Linked DNA regions of Danio rerio: region 2 is linked to region 1. Evidence: chromatin contacts called from public HiChIP or PLAC-seq data. All regions are on one chromosome and are shown on one strand. Each heading gives the region's core, a stretch centred on a gene start, on an enhancer-like site or on the middle of the called end of the contact. The rest is flanking DNA. Distances are from core to core; before and after follow the strand shown. Region 1 overlaps pde3a (phosphodiesterase 3A, cGMP-inhibited). Region 2 holds the start of aebp2 (AE binding protein 2).

Region 1 (7,375 bases), core at 1,692-4,191:
ACGCTGCTCTTCACACATACTGATCAGTCAAAGAATAACAGAAGAAAAAAATGACGTTTTAATAACCCAGATGGATTTAAAGAGCTTTAAGCCTGATATTAGCAAGAATTTAATCGTATAATCAATTATTTTTTGCAGATTTATTTCAACTTTTTTATATTTTATATTAATATATACACTCTAAAAAACGCTGGGTTGAGACTGCTGGGTAACAAAATTGGGTTGATTCAACCCAATTTGGGTTGAAAATTGGTCTTTATCTATAACCCAGCAGTGCTGGGTTGGGAACGCGGACGTAAAAGAGAGCACGCACTTCACGTCAACATGCAGGGACATCAACGTGAGAAACCGCCATTTTCTTTGCGCTGTCTTTGAGGGGAAGCGAGTAAAATTCTGTGTGAGACGTAAGTTATTTAGTGTGTATTTAACAATTTTCATAAGAAATAACACACTTAGTTTACTTAGTATAATATACACGCACTTTTTTTTTCTGTTGCTCTGCCTAACGGCCGACCTGTTTTTCATGTATGATTAGATTGTTATGCATTGCGGTTTTGTTAATTTTATCAAATAATTATTCAGTTATAACATTATTTTCTGTGCCAGTGGCGATGTGGTTAATGTGTCAACACATTAACTTCGGTCTTCACGGCGACCCAAGTTCGATTCCCGCTTTGAGGTCCTTTTGCCGTTCCTTCCTCTCTCTGCTTCTCATGCTTTCCTATCAATACTCTCTACTGTCCTATCCATTAAAGGCGAAAAAACCCTGAAAAAGTTATTTTAAAAATAATAAATTATTGCATTATTAAATATTGTCACCTTGGAGTTATAAGGTTCTCTCTGCGTTCTGAATGGCTTTGAGATAATGACCTTTAAATTTTTTGCATTCCAGAGCAAACCATATGCGTGTAACATTTGTTTTTGTAAATAAAAAGTCTTAAAATCTAAACAACTTTAAAAAAACATCCCACAATGTAAATAAGTTGTCATTTAATAAGAGTATGTCAGTAACTCAATTTGGACAAAAATGTCAGATAGAACCTGCTAATTCTAAGGTGACGATATGTGTGTGTGCATTTGAGTATGCATGATTTCTAAATTATTATTTTTAATGCTTTTAACTTAATTCGTTTTTTGTAGTGAATAGTTGAACAAAAATGCACTGAATGGGGCATTTCTGAATTGAGATAAAATGCATGGTTGCTGTGAATGTGTGTTTATTTTCTCCAGGATGAACTGATTATAGATGTGAAATGATTTCACAGGCTTTCATCTTTTAGCTGTAGTGACGTCATTTCACACGCTGCTCTTCACGCATACTCATATAGGAACAAGTCAAAGAAAAACAGAAGAAAAAATAAAAATTTTAGTAACCGAGATGGATTTAAAGAGCTTTAAGCCGGATATTAGCAAGAATCTAAACATATAATCAAGCATTCATTGCAGATTTATTTCTACTTTTTTATTTTATATTAGTGTATAAGGTTGGATGGTTGTGCATTATGTTTTTTGTTCATTTTACTAAAAAATTATTCAGTTATCACCTGATTGTCTGTGCTCGGTGTTCACGGCGACTTGAGTCTGATTCCCGCCTCAAGGTCCTTTACTGATTCTTCTGCTTTTCATGCTTTGCTGTCTATACTCTCTATACTGTACTATCTATTAAAGGCGAAAACCCTGAAAAAATATTTTAAAAAATAATAAATTATTAAATTTATCTGTGTGCATTTGAGTATCCATGATTTTTAAATTATTTTTATTATTTAATGCTTTTAACCTACAGTCATTAGAATAAATTTAGCAGAAGTCAGTTTATTGGAGTGGATAGTGAGGGGATGTGCTGCATAATTTGTTTTTTGTAGTGAATAGTTGAACAAAAAATGCATTGAATGGGGCATTTCTGAATTGAGATAAAATGCATGATTGCTGTGAGTGTGTGTGTGTGTGTTTTTTTTTTTCTAGGTTGAATTGATTGTAGATGTGAAATGATTTCAGATGCTTTCATCTTTTAGCTGTAGTGACGTCATTTCACACTCTGCACTCACACATACTGATATAGGACCAAGTCAAAGAAAAACAGAAGAAAATTGACATTTCAGCAACGGAGATGGATTTAAAGAGCTTTAAACCTAAAGTCAATAGAAATTTACCAAGTATTTATTAAATGATTACATTATTAAATATTTATGTGTGCATTTAAGCAGTATTTTAAAATAATAAATGTATAATATTATTATTATCAAGTGAAATCATATTTAAAGATGCAATATATGAACATTAATATACGATAAATCTTGTCTCTCACAGTTTTTCCTTAAAATTAGGAACATAATCTGCCAATGAATAACTTGAATTGAATTAAAAGTATTTCCTCTTTATTGTGTTGTTTCAGGGTGATGAAGAGTCCAGTCTCGGTCTTCCCATCAGCCCCTTCATGGACCGCTCAGCACCTCAGCTGGCCAAACTGCAAGAGTCCTTCATCACACACATCGTGGGTCCTCTGTGCAGCTCGTATGACTCTGCGGCGCTCATGCCTGGCCGCTGGGTCCACCCTCTGCCCAAAGATGGAGATGAGGTGGAGGACGAGAGCGAGGAGGAGGATGAGGACACAGCGGAGGAGGAGGAAGAGGACGCCTCCACCAGCTCTGAACTCTCCCGTGAGTGCAGGACTTTAGATTCTTTATATCTGTGATTATTTGTTTTAAGCAAGAACCAGTTAACACTCTCTCTACTTACCGGCTTTATGATAGAAAAACCAGCACCTAAGAAACGAAGGAAAGTCTTCTGCCAGATCTCCCATCACCTGCTGGAGAACCATGAGATGTGGAAGAAGGTCATTGCAGAGGAGTCCCAGAGCCAGACTGAAGGGGAGGAGTCAACATGCCTGAGCACCACCCCTGAGCCAATCCTGGCCATCGATGAAGAGGAGGAGGAGCCAGGGAGCAAGGAGGAGCCAACGGATGACCAAGGGGAGGGGTCAACAGAGGAAGAGGAGGGACCCGTACCTGAAGACACGCATGAAACACAGGAACCAGATGGCGAGACTGTAGAGGAAGCAGATGAGAAAAACACAGAGACTGTAGAAGACATTGAGGGAAAACAAGACGAAGACCAGAAAGATCCAGAATGAATGACTTGCCATTTTTAGACCAGAACATTGTCTGAACGTTTTTGTTTTATTGGCAAGTGAGACTTCAAAGAAATGGTTGCCAGCACATCACTTAGACACAACACTGTAGATGCTTGGGGAACATGTGCCTAAAGGAAACAGGGTGGGAAGGGGGTGAGTAACATTGAACTGTTAGCGCTAGACACTCCAGTAAAGTGAGCTTTGATGCTAAAATTGGCCAGGACATAGAGTTCTCCAGGGGGTTTCCTATATTTTCTAGACGTTGGTCAGTTTTGCAAATCCTTCTGGCGAAACACATCCAGCTGCACCTTAAATCCCCAAACTACAACAGGTGACCTGCGGCTACACGAGTTCTGCAGGCTCGTCCGTTCTCTTCAGCAAGCATTTCCGGGGAGCTTAATGTCAAAGTCCGAGAAGAGAAATCAATCCAGCGTGACTCTTGTCGACTCTGGTAGGAGTCTCCTTAAAGGCATTTTGCCTCACTCACGTATCCCATCATCCACGGATAGAAGCAGACGTTCCAGAAACAGCATGCATTTGTGCAAATGCTACAAAAATGTGTAACACTATACGTTTCCATGTCTTTCCCGCCATCGCTGTTTGTTTTCTTTTCCTTTTTATCCAGAGGTCACTATAGCAAACCCTTGCTCCATTGTCCCATTTCCGAAGGCGTCAGTTCGAATGCTTGTCATTCTCTTCCCTCACCTTTTTCTCTCACCATTCCATCAGTCCATGAACTGAGATCTTGCGTTTCTCAGGATCAGACTGTTTTCCAATAAGGAGTCATTGGTTTTTACAGACTTTCTTGCAACTTTATAATCTTTTGAATCTTAAATTGGGAGGACAAATGGGAATCTTGTTGTTGCCCTTCTTTTTAAAGTGTATGTTCTTCAAAATGCCAATGGCCTTTTTAACAGTAGCCCAATCGTTGTTTTACAGGTAATTTGATATAATTGCTCAGTCAGCGCATTCCACATGCAATAGTGCATCATGTCATCCCAACCAACTGAAACTCTACAGAAACTTCCTTCTCTCCATATCAAGCAGAGCTTCTCCTGCGTTCAAGCTTCTTAGTAAACTGCTCCAGAAAGTTTTGAGAGCTGACTTAACAGCTCCTGAAAGTTTTGTTGATCAAAGGCACAGATTGGAGCGCATGGCCTGACGGGACAGCCTCAGGCTCCCGCATTCCCCCGCAGTCGCATGTTCGCCCTCCAAACAAGGCCGTAGTCATGCTTCACAGTCCTCTCACGCAGCCGTATGAGTGACTGTGAGCTCCTTTGCCCCAGGGATGAGACGGCGAGTGCTGTCCCTCTCACATGAGCGGATCCAAAGACCATGTGCCACACATGAGATACGGGCACCGGTCGACACGGCTGTCCGCGCTCTCCTTTGATGTGCTGAAAGAGGCAGATTGCTGGTGACGGTAAGATGAAACACTTCTGTGAGCTTAATCACCTTAAGTCCAATGTCTAATCAGGCCCGAGTTCGATGCCTTCAGTCACTTTGAAGGAAAGCCAATTAAAAACGCCTCGGTGGGGAGGCGATGATCATGTGCTTCAATCCCGTTTGGCACTCATCTTTCAAACGTCCCCTTCGATCGCCTTAATACTATCAGGCAACGTGGTGCAATGTAGTTCAGCGAATTATTTAAGCAATACTGACCGTATGTGTACAGTAGATTGTTAGCGTTTCCAACTGCACTTTCTTTCTTTTCGTTGTTGTCGCTGTGTAAATCTCACACAGCTCAAGTGTGTGTGCGCGCGCGTGTGTGTGTGTGTGTGTGCCAAATATGACTTCGATTCCATTCTACCCAAAGTATGAAACACAGTTTTTGTTCTCTGTAGCAGTGGCCGGGACAGCATGTAAAGGCTGTGTGGTTGTGAGTGATGCAGTATGAGTGCTTTTTAATTTGTACTTGGCCCCATTTTTCAGAGGGTTTATTATACTTCTTCTTTAGGCCATAGATTTGTAACCCCAGGCCAGAGATATTAACCCTTTGGTGCATGAGTTGTTAAATCACAAATACAAATAGTCTTAATGTTTTTATTACCTTTTTAAAGCAAGGATATATTAATTCCCAGTCTTTTTCCCCCAAAATAACGCACTTTTAGAGCGTTACTGTCCGCTGCAATAAAAGATAGTAGTTGTTGTGCATCACATTCGTTTATCATTTTAAACTTAGGTTGTCAACATTCAACATCGAGGAGGACAGTGATAATGAGTAATAGTAAGGGCGTAGATATGACTTTTAAAAATCTGTCCACTGTTGTGGACATCATGCATCAAAGTGTTAAATTACACAGCTGTCTTTGCTGTATATAGTTCCCTAAATAAAATGAACCTATAATCAAATCCAGATGAATACTATACACCTAAATATAAAACATGACACTTTGGAAGAAGTGCAGCTCTGCCCGTTTTTCTTATAATTGCATGATGGGAAGCCTAGACTTCACTCTGTTTGATAAATGCATGTCAATACCCGGTGATTAGCATTGAGGGCACACGGCAGTGAGTCACCAAAGATAACACTCAGTGGTCCAATATTGCAGAATTGCTTCCATCTAGACGGCATTCAGAGAGACTTAACAAAAACTGTGGAATTAGCCTACTAGCGACTACCACTAGAGGGCTACACCCTTTAGCTTCCTTGTTAGTGTTCCTGCCTCCCACAATAGGATTGATAGTTTTGATTCCTGCTCAGAGGGAGGACAATACAAGTGGATGTGTTACACTGGTTCCAGGTGTTAGGTCAGGGTGGAGGAGTTTAATGAAGGTGCTTCACTTCCCTAGTATGCACACTAGAAACATTAGGGCCTCTTTTTAGTCTGCTTACTTGTCAAGCCAGGAGTGTTCCAGATTATATTTGGGTTTGAAGATCTAGAAGGCTTCAGGGACTCTAGGTTTGCGGAGAGTGTGCAACACAGTCCAGCTAGTATAAACCTCACTCCCATGTCCTCATGAGGCAGACTAGTGACAGAGAGCTAGTAGGGAGTGAAGTGTAGGGGAGTGAATGTAAAAAAGGCCTCTCTCCCGTGGCCAATATAGCTCTGCTCACACTGTGCTTTTTCAGTCATGACTTGGTCACCTGAGACAAATTTTGGAAATCCGAAATAATTCCTGAAATCCTAAGCTACAATCTTTGATTGTTGGTTTGGCCGTTGTGGTCAGATTTCCCTCTGATGAAGTTTGGCAGTGTCTGAATATTTCACTTTCCCGCTGTGTAATTTCAGTTACGATGAGCAACAAACCAAGAACCAATAGAGGCCAGAATCTAAAGGCACAATAAGCCTGGGAGCCTAGAAGGAGTCTGTATTGAAGATGTGCACAAGAGTCTGAGACCTGATAGGAAGTTAAGTTAACTAAGGCTAGCTAGCAAGTGTCTCAATTCTCTGGCATCAAAAGACATACTATTGACTGATACCTGGGAGTGAGGTATAATGGTGTTAGTGTAACTGAGGCCAGCTATTAGGAGTCTCAATCCCCTGGACTTAAGACATGCTCAAGAGTCTGACACCTGGTAGCGAATGAGGTTTAAGAGGGGAGTTTGACAGAGACCAACTTGAAGGAGTTTCAATCCCCTGGCTTCAAAAGGCATACTAATGACTGATATCTTGAAGGAAGAGAAGGTTAAAGGCACTGGTGTACTTCAAACTAAATCGAAAAAAGAGCTGAAATGACATAATTGTGAACAAAATCCAGTTACAACTAAGTTAGTTTTAAGTTTGTTTCTGCAGTTCGAAAACTTCGCTCACCAAAGCAAACTTTTTGGGGAGTGTATTTTGGTCCTAAACACGAGATCCTGAGTCACACACCGAGCGATAAACACAACTCTAAAAGCTCTAAACATTGTTGCAGTCAGTCTCAATCTGTGACAAATATAAAACAGTGCAGTGTGCCGTGGTGGTGCGTCTCCCTGGAAAAGGCTGTTTGTCTTATATCAATGGTGTCAAACTGGATTCCTGGAGGGCCGCAGCTCTGCACAGTTTTGCTCCAACTCTAATCAAGCTGATCCAACTAATCAAGGTGTTCAAGACTACTATGGACAATTAAGCTGGTGTGAGTTGAAGCTGGTTGGAGAGAAACTATGCAGAGCTGCGGCCCTCCAGGAATTGAGTTTGAGACCACTGCCTTACATAAAACTGTTATTCTCTCACACCCGTTATTGTTTTTGTGTTTAGGATTCAATTCAATTAATCTTTATTTCTATAGCACTTTACAATGTAGATTGTGTCAAAGCAGCTT
Region 2 (7,375 bases), core at 3,493-5,992, 190 kb before region 1:
TAAATGACATTCATAATAATGCTCAGCTAAATGTAATGTAAATGCATGAAGCTGTTTTTCTTTAGATTGATGATTTGTGTTTGGTGGAGTTTATTTAATTCGTTTTTGTCGGTGTGTGAGGACATTCAAACACAAAGATGATGTAAATGTTGCTCTGGTGTAGTGATGGAGACATTGCTTTAACATGCATCTCTAACATACCGGAACAAAATCATTTGCATAATGAAAATACATATTGCAGATGCATTTATATAGATTTATTTTCAGGTTTGCAATTAAATTCAGTTCACACAGTAATAGCATGATGTATTTTTACTATATAACTATATAACTGATGTAATTAAAATGCATACTAATTATTAAAATTATATTTAAATGCAGTTTAAGTCAATTATTCACCCTTCTGTGATTTCTTCTTTTTTTTTTCTAGAAAATTTCCCACATGATGTTCAACTGAGCAAGGAAATTTTTACAGTATTTCCTATAATATTATTTCTTCTAGAGAAAGTCTTATTTGTTTTATTTCGGCTAGAATAAAAGCAGTTCTTAATTTTTTTAAGCCATTTTAAGGTCAATAATAATAGCCCCCTTAAGCTATATTCATTTTGGATTGTCTCCAGAACAAACCATTATTATACAATGACTTGCCTAATTACCCTAACTTGACCCTAATTAAGCTAGTTAAGCCTGTAAATCTCACTTGGCACATGCACATACATATATATTTATAAATTTGCTAATGCATTCAAATTTGTCCTAAAATAAAATGCATTATTATTATTATTACCACAGGGGAATGAACCATCAACTATTCCAGCATACAGTATGTTTTGCACAGTGGATGCCCTTATAGCTGCAATCCAGTGCTGGGAAACTCTCATTGACACACACACTCATACACTACGGCCAATTTAGTTAATCCAAATCACCTAGAGTGCATGTGTTTGGACTGTGGGGGAAACCAGAGCACGCCAACACAGGGAAAACATGCAAACTCCACACAGAAATGCTCACTTTCTCAGCTGTGGCTCGAACCAGCAAACTTCTTGCAGTGAGGCGACAGTGCTAACCACTGAGCCACCATCCAGCCATTATTATTATCATCATCATCATTTTACATTCCTTGACTAATATTCAATCAGCTTATAAACACGTCACAAACGTACGCATAACGACCTACTGAAGAGTTTAAACCGTGTTTATTATGTGTTTGTGTCTCCAGCATCATGTGACAGGAAGAACACATCATCACCATCGTCATCATCAGACTGGAAGTCTCGCCCCCTCCTTCATCAGCTGCCCAACACAAACACAACAGCGTCCAGGCCTCAGTTCAACAGCGACTGATTCCTAGTGGTTATCATCCCTATTATTTATACTCCTCCAGTTCTTAAGGTGCTTTCACCCCCAGACGGATGTTCTCCAAACCTCCCCCCGTTGGCCTTCATCGTTTGCTTTGTTTTCTATGGATTTTAACCAGGTTTTAGCCAGTGTTGCTCGATGAGGTTTTCTAGTACTCATATCTTTTTTGCACTGGACGACACACTCATGGTTGGTTTTACTATGTATAAAACGCTGTACAGCTCTCAATAAGGTGCCCATGGACAGCAGCACATGTACGATGACCTGTATGTTTGATAGTCCGCAATAGACACACACTGTTTTCCCGACACACTCATGAATGTCCAGCTTCTGTTTTATTTTTCTATGGCTGAGATATATTTAATAGAGAGCTTTATGAGGAGATTGTTTTGCGAGTTCGGTTGTGAGAGACACGTGGACAGCGGTTGACAAAAAGCAATAAGCAGGATTTGTCTGTGTTTCTCTTCGATGTATAAAGTGTAAAGTTGATGATGTAAATATACTGTACACCGGACTAAATGAGCAGAGCCGAGCCGAGCGGAAGAGCTTGTGTATCAGAGTCAATATGCAAATGTTCATATTTCATCTGTTTTATATCATGTCCAATAAATGTTGATGTTCTTATATATGCCAAGAGATTTACCAGGCGCTGACTCATGGTTATTGGAGTTTGGGGGTGGGTGTGTGTGTATTTTTGTCTGTGTGTTTGTGTAATGGAGGCCAGCTAGTGAAGTGGTGTGCAGGTAAACTTCACTCCTCTGACCTCTAAAGGTGCTCTAGTGACTGATGCTAGAGTCCATGGTCTTTAGCCTCCTTGTTAGAGCAACCGACTCCCATGCGGAAGGTTGCCGGTTTGATTCCAGCTCGTAGCGGGTTGGGTGGTGTAGGACCAGCGGGGTTACATTGGTGCCGTGACCCGGATGGGTGTGAGATTTAGGGGGGTGAGTGTAACGGAGGCCAGCTAGTGAGTGCTGTGCAGGTAAACCACACTCCCCTGACCGATAAAGGTGCTCAAGACGCCAGAGGCCATTGTCTTTAGCCTCCTTGTTAGAGCACCCGACTCTCTTGCTGAAAGTCGCCGGTTCGATCTCAGCTCTCAGTTGGGTGGTGTGGGACCGGCGGGGTTAAATTTGTGTATACTTAACTCCATTTATTTCTAGAGCGCTTTCAACAAACCACAATGGGTACCAAAGGGCTGTACATAAAAACACATTGAACACATGCAAACATACTCAGAACCAAAATACATAAACACACAACACATGATTAAACGCTAAAGAAAATAAGTGTGTTTGCAATGAGCTCTGAGAACAATCAAAAGTAGGACCTGATCTTAAGGAGAGTGGAAGATCGTTCTGAAGTTTTGGAGCTGCTACTGAAAAAGCTCTCTCACCTCGACAGATCCTCGAACTTGCAGATAGAGAAGATCCTTAGAGCGAAGAGATCTCACAGGTTGGTGTATATTAATTAGCTCTGAAATATGCTCAGGGGCCATGGAGGGATTTAAAAACACACAGCTGTACTTTGTACTGAATTTTAAAGTCGATTGGCAGCCTGTGTAGAGAAACCAGTAGAGGTGTGATGTGCTCTCCTGTACATGCACTACCTGACAAAAGTCTTGTCGCCTATGCGAGTTTTAGGAACAGCAAATGATAACTTGACTTCTAGTTGAACATTTGGTATCAGAAGTGGCTTCCATGAAAGACAAAGGCCTCTAGATTTCGCTCATTTGACCAAAATAAAATATGATCATGCTTTGATTTATGACAAGACTCTTGTCAGGTAGTGTAGATGTATTAAAATAGATTTAAATTAGTTTTATTTATTATTTGATAAACATTTCACCAAAATACTTGGGCCAAATTTTATACAATTTATGAATAAATTCAATTCATTTAAATAATACATTTAAATTAATAATAATAATAATATATATAATAATAATAGATAGATAGATAGATAGATAGATAGATAGATAGATAGATAGATAGATAGATAGATAGATAGATAGATAGATAGATAGATAGATAGATAGATAGATAGATAGATAGATAGATAGATAGATAGATAACTGATTATTATGGAAAGAAATATTACATAGTGATGTTTACAATAGACCATTTTAATGTGGTGATATCGTTGGCACAAAAACATTTCCTGCTTGTCAAACTGTTTCATAACTGTATCAAGATGCAATTCAATCATACCTTAACATTAAATAGCTATCTTAACATTATCAATATGCAGACCCTTTTGGATTCTCGGAAGCTATGGAAATTGGAAATGTAAAACAGGAAATACGTTAGGACCATTGTTTACATCCCTTAACATAATCTATAAAAAGATATAATATAAGCAACTTCTATTAGGTGATATGATTTTGATGAGTGTTCATTAATTGATCTTTGTCTCCATCTGCTGCTCTGATGCGGTGTTGCAAAAGAGTAGAGCAGCGCCATCTCCTGGTCAATATTAGGGGATTATTTATGATGCTTGCAGTAAAATAAATGTCTTATTTATTCATAAAAATATTTGTTTTAAGCTTCACAATGGTGAAAATCCCATCTAATACACAGGAGCAGAATTATTGTTGATTTCAGTTCTTATGTGCAGCCTACATTTTCCATGAGGGGAAAGTGACGCCATCTGGTGGTGTTTTCCCGGAAGAGTCGCTTTAAATGTCAGAAGGGGTTATCTGACTCATTTTATCATTGTTCTGTAAAATCATGAATACTGGAAAAACCCAGCTGAGATAAAGGAGGAAAAACTGCAGATGAAAGATCATAATAACCAGACAATACACTTTAACCGGAATCCGAGGAAAAACACTGCAAGGGAAAATGCTGAGACATAAGCCCATATGTTATGGTTTATGCAAATATCTTAAGTACTAAATGTCCACAAATCATGAATACAACTCAAATATTATATCATGTATTAAATGGAAATAAATGTAAAGATGTGTGCACCTTTTCTCTCATACAAATGTTATTAATATATATGCTACAAGTAAAACTAAATATAGGATACTACTAACAATTTACAATCATTCATTCACTCGTTTTCGGCTTAGTCCATGTTAATAATAACAATACCCAACATTTTTAATCTAATTATTATTATTATTAGTAGTAGTAGTAGTAGTATTGTTATTATTATGTAATTAAGTTACAAAGAAAACTTCATGACTTTATTTAATCTGTATTGCGCTCCAAGCACGTGGATGCATTTATAACAAGCGTCTATTATTTGTATTATTATTAATAATATTAGTACATAATAAAGTTATTATGAAAACTTCTGAACTTTGTTTGATCTGTTTAGCCCTGCGAGCACGTGGAGCCATTCATAATAAGCGCTTACGTCACGCTGACTCCTCCCCCCCGCTCCTCCCCGATCAGCCTCCAGCAGTTCCACGATCCGTCCGCTCACCGAAAGTCTCCGCGTTTCACCCGTTTCCCGTCGCGTAAACCCGGCCAGGCCGCGCACACACCAGCGGAACCCGATGGCTTCGACGACCTCCGACGCTTCCGAGCAAGAGTCAGCGAACCCGAGCGAGAAAAACGGCGACGGGAGCGAGTCGGGCCTGCGCGCCGCCGATCCGGAACCGGCCGTTAAGATGGACGAAGCGGACACGGACGAGAAGCCCGGTGGACACGAGCCTACAGAACAAAGCCCAGAGGAAGCCACGCGGGACGGGGGTAATGATGAAGACGGGGAGACCGAAAAGGAGCAGCAGAAGAGCCCCGGTAGCGCGGACGGGACGGCGGAGCGGATGAAGAGAGAACAAAGGGAGGAGGAGAGCGTGTCCTTACCGGCGGAGAAAAACAGCGGCGGCGGCGGCACCGGAATGAAGCGCCGCGCGAGCCTGGAAATGATGAGCTCGTCTTCGGACGGAGAGCCTCTCAGCCGCATGGACTCGGAGGACAGGTGCGTGTCCGTCTGCTAATTACAAAACACCGATATTTCAGCCGATAGTATCAATGTTAAAGGTCCGTTTTGTTGATTAACGACGCCGTTTAGGTGCCGTTTGGATAACTAGTTTAGCTCGCGCGTGTTGACCGTTACGCTAGTTACTTAACGTTACTGCTAGTGTTATTGAGTTAGCATAAACATAATAATATGACGATAAAGTATGTAAATATGTCATTTGCCACACTTGTAAGTTAAAGTGCTGAGAGTTTGAAAACATGTCAGTCTGCTAATTACAAAACACAGCTATTTCAGCCGATAATATCAACATTTAACGTCTGTTTTGTCGATCAACGAGTTTAGGAGCTGTTTGGATTAACGGTCAACACATGCGAGCGAAAAACCTATTGTGCTAGTCTATTCGAGTTATCTTAAAATAAATAATTTGATATAATGTCATGATCAAGTATGTAAATATGTCATTTGCCAAACTTGTAAGTTAAAGAGCTGAAAGTTTGAAAGCGTGTCACTGTGCTAACTTAATTACAAAACACCGATATTTCAGCCGATAATATCAACATTTACCGTCTTTTTTGTCGATTCATGACGCCGTTTAGGAGCTGTTTGGATTAACGGTCAACACATGCGAGCGAAAAACTGACTGGTCTAGAGTATTCCTGTTATCTTACAATAAATAATATGGTATATTGTGATGATAAAGTATGTATATAATGTAATTTGCCACAATTGTAAAGTTAAATGGCTGAAATTTTGAAAGCATGTCAACCTGCTAATAACAAAACAGGATATTTCATCCGATAATATCAACGTTTAACGTTTGTTTTGTCGATTAACAATGCCATTTAACGTAAGGTGTTTGGTTTAATGGTCAACACATGACAGTGAAAAACTAGTGGTTTCGAGTTAGTGCAAAAATAATAATGTAATATAATGTTATCATAAAGTATGTAAATACGTTGTTTTTTGCCACACTTGTAAAGTTAAAGTGCTGAAAGTTTGGAAGGTGTCAGTCTGCTAATTACAAAAAACGATATTTCAGCCGATTATTTTAACGTTTAACGTACGTTTTGATGATTACTGCCGTTTAAGTGCTGTTTGGATTAACGGTCAACACGCAAACGAAATACTGTTTGTGGATTCAAATTGGCATAAAATATAATGTGATGATAAAATATGCAATTTGTCACATTTATAAGTTAAAGTGCTGAAATTTTGAAAGGTGTCAGTCTGCTGATTACAAAACACTTCTATTTCAGCTGATAATATCAACATTTAATGTCTCTTTTGTCGATTAATGACACCGTTTAGGTGCTGTTTGGATCAACGGTTAACACAAGAGAGCGAAAAACTTACTGTACTAACATTAGTGGATTTGAGTCAGCATAAAAATAATAGTGTAATATAATGTTGTGATAAAGTATGTAAATAAATTTTTGCTTCACTTGTAAGTAAAAGTGCTGTAAGTTTGAAAGCATGTCAATCTGCTAATTACAAAACACTGATATTTCAGCCGATAATGTCAACATTTAACGTCTGATTTGTCGATCAACAACACCGTTTAGGAGCTGTTTGGATTAACAGTTAACATATGCGAGTGAAAAACTTATTGTGCTAGTGTATTCGAGTTATCTTAAAATAAATAATATGATATAATTTCATGTTAAAGCATGTAAATATGTAATTTGTCACACTTGTAAAGTTAAAGTGCAGTCATTTTGAAAGCATGTACGTCTGCTGATTACAAAACACCAATATTTCAGCCGATAATATCAACATTTAATGTCTGTTTTGTCAATTAACGATGCCTTTTAGGTGCTATTAATTAACAAGTCAACACATGTAAGCAAAAAATTACTGACTTTAGTGGAGTTAGCCAAAAAACATAGTTTAATATAGTTTGATATAATGTGATGAAGTGTCTAAATATGTTTTTTTGCCACACTTGTAAAGTGCTGAAAGTTTGAAAGTGTCAGTCTGCTGATTACAAAACACTGATATTTTAGCCGATTATATCAACGTTTGTTTTGTCAATTAACATCAGATTTCAGATAAAGTGCTTAAATGTGTAATTGGTAACCCT

What was found. HiChIP or PLAC-seq counts read pairs in DNA pulled down with a chosen protein or histone mark.
Region 2: a contact with region 1 is called in an H3K4me3 HiChIP or PLAC-seq map of embryo, with 5 times the contacts expected there. The contact joins the promoter of aebp2 here to the enhancer-like site in region 1. A contact is called at or near these places in 4 of 18 Hi-C or Micro-C datasets (caudal fin, embryo and skeletal muscle) and 2 of 4 datasets of contacts at active chromatin or transcription factors (caudal fin and embryo).

Annotation. Positions count from the first base shown.
Region 1 is chr4:3,089,912-3,097,286 of GRCz12tu, reverse strand. It overlaps pde3a (phosphodiesterase 3A, cGMP-inhibited), which reads left to right. Exons shown (of 17, transcript XR_012401709.1): 15 at 2,393-2,657; 16 at 2,751-7,036; 17 at 7,226-7,375. Among named protein-coding and RNA genes, the nearest start is that of slco1c1, 35 kb to the right of the region's middle. Within about 2 kb of position 2,941, at least 8 of the 62 cell types and tissues checked have an H3K27ac peak or open chromatin away from gene starts, as enhancers often do.
Region 2 is chr4:3,284,432-3,291,806 of GRCz12tu, reverse strand. It overlaps aebp2 (AE binding protein 2), which reads left to right and starts at 4,742. Exons shown (of 8, transcript NM_213494.2): 1 at 4,742-5,292. The coding sequence starts at 4,868. It overlaps plekha5 (pleckstrin homology domain containing, family A member 5), which reads left to right. Exons shown (of 26, transcript NM_001327786.1): 26 at 1,223-2,006.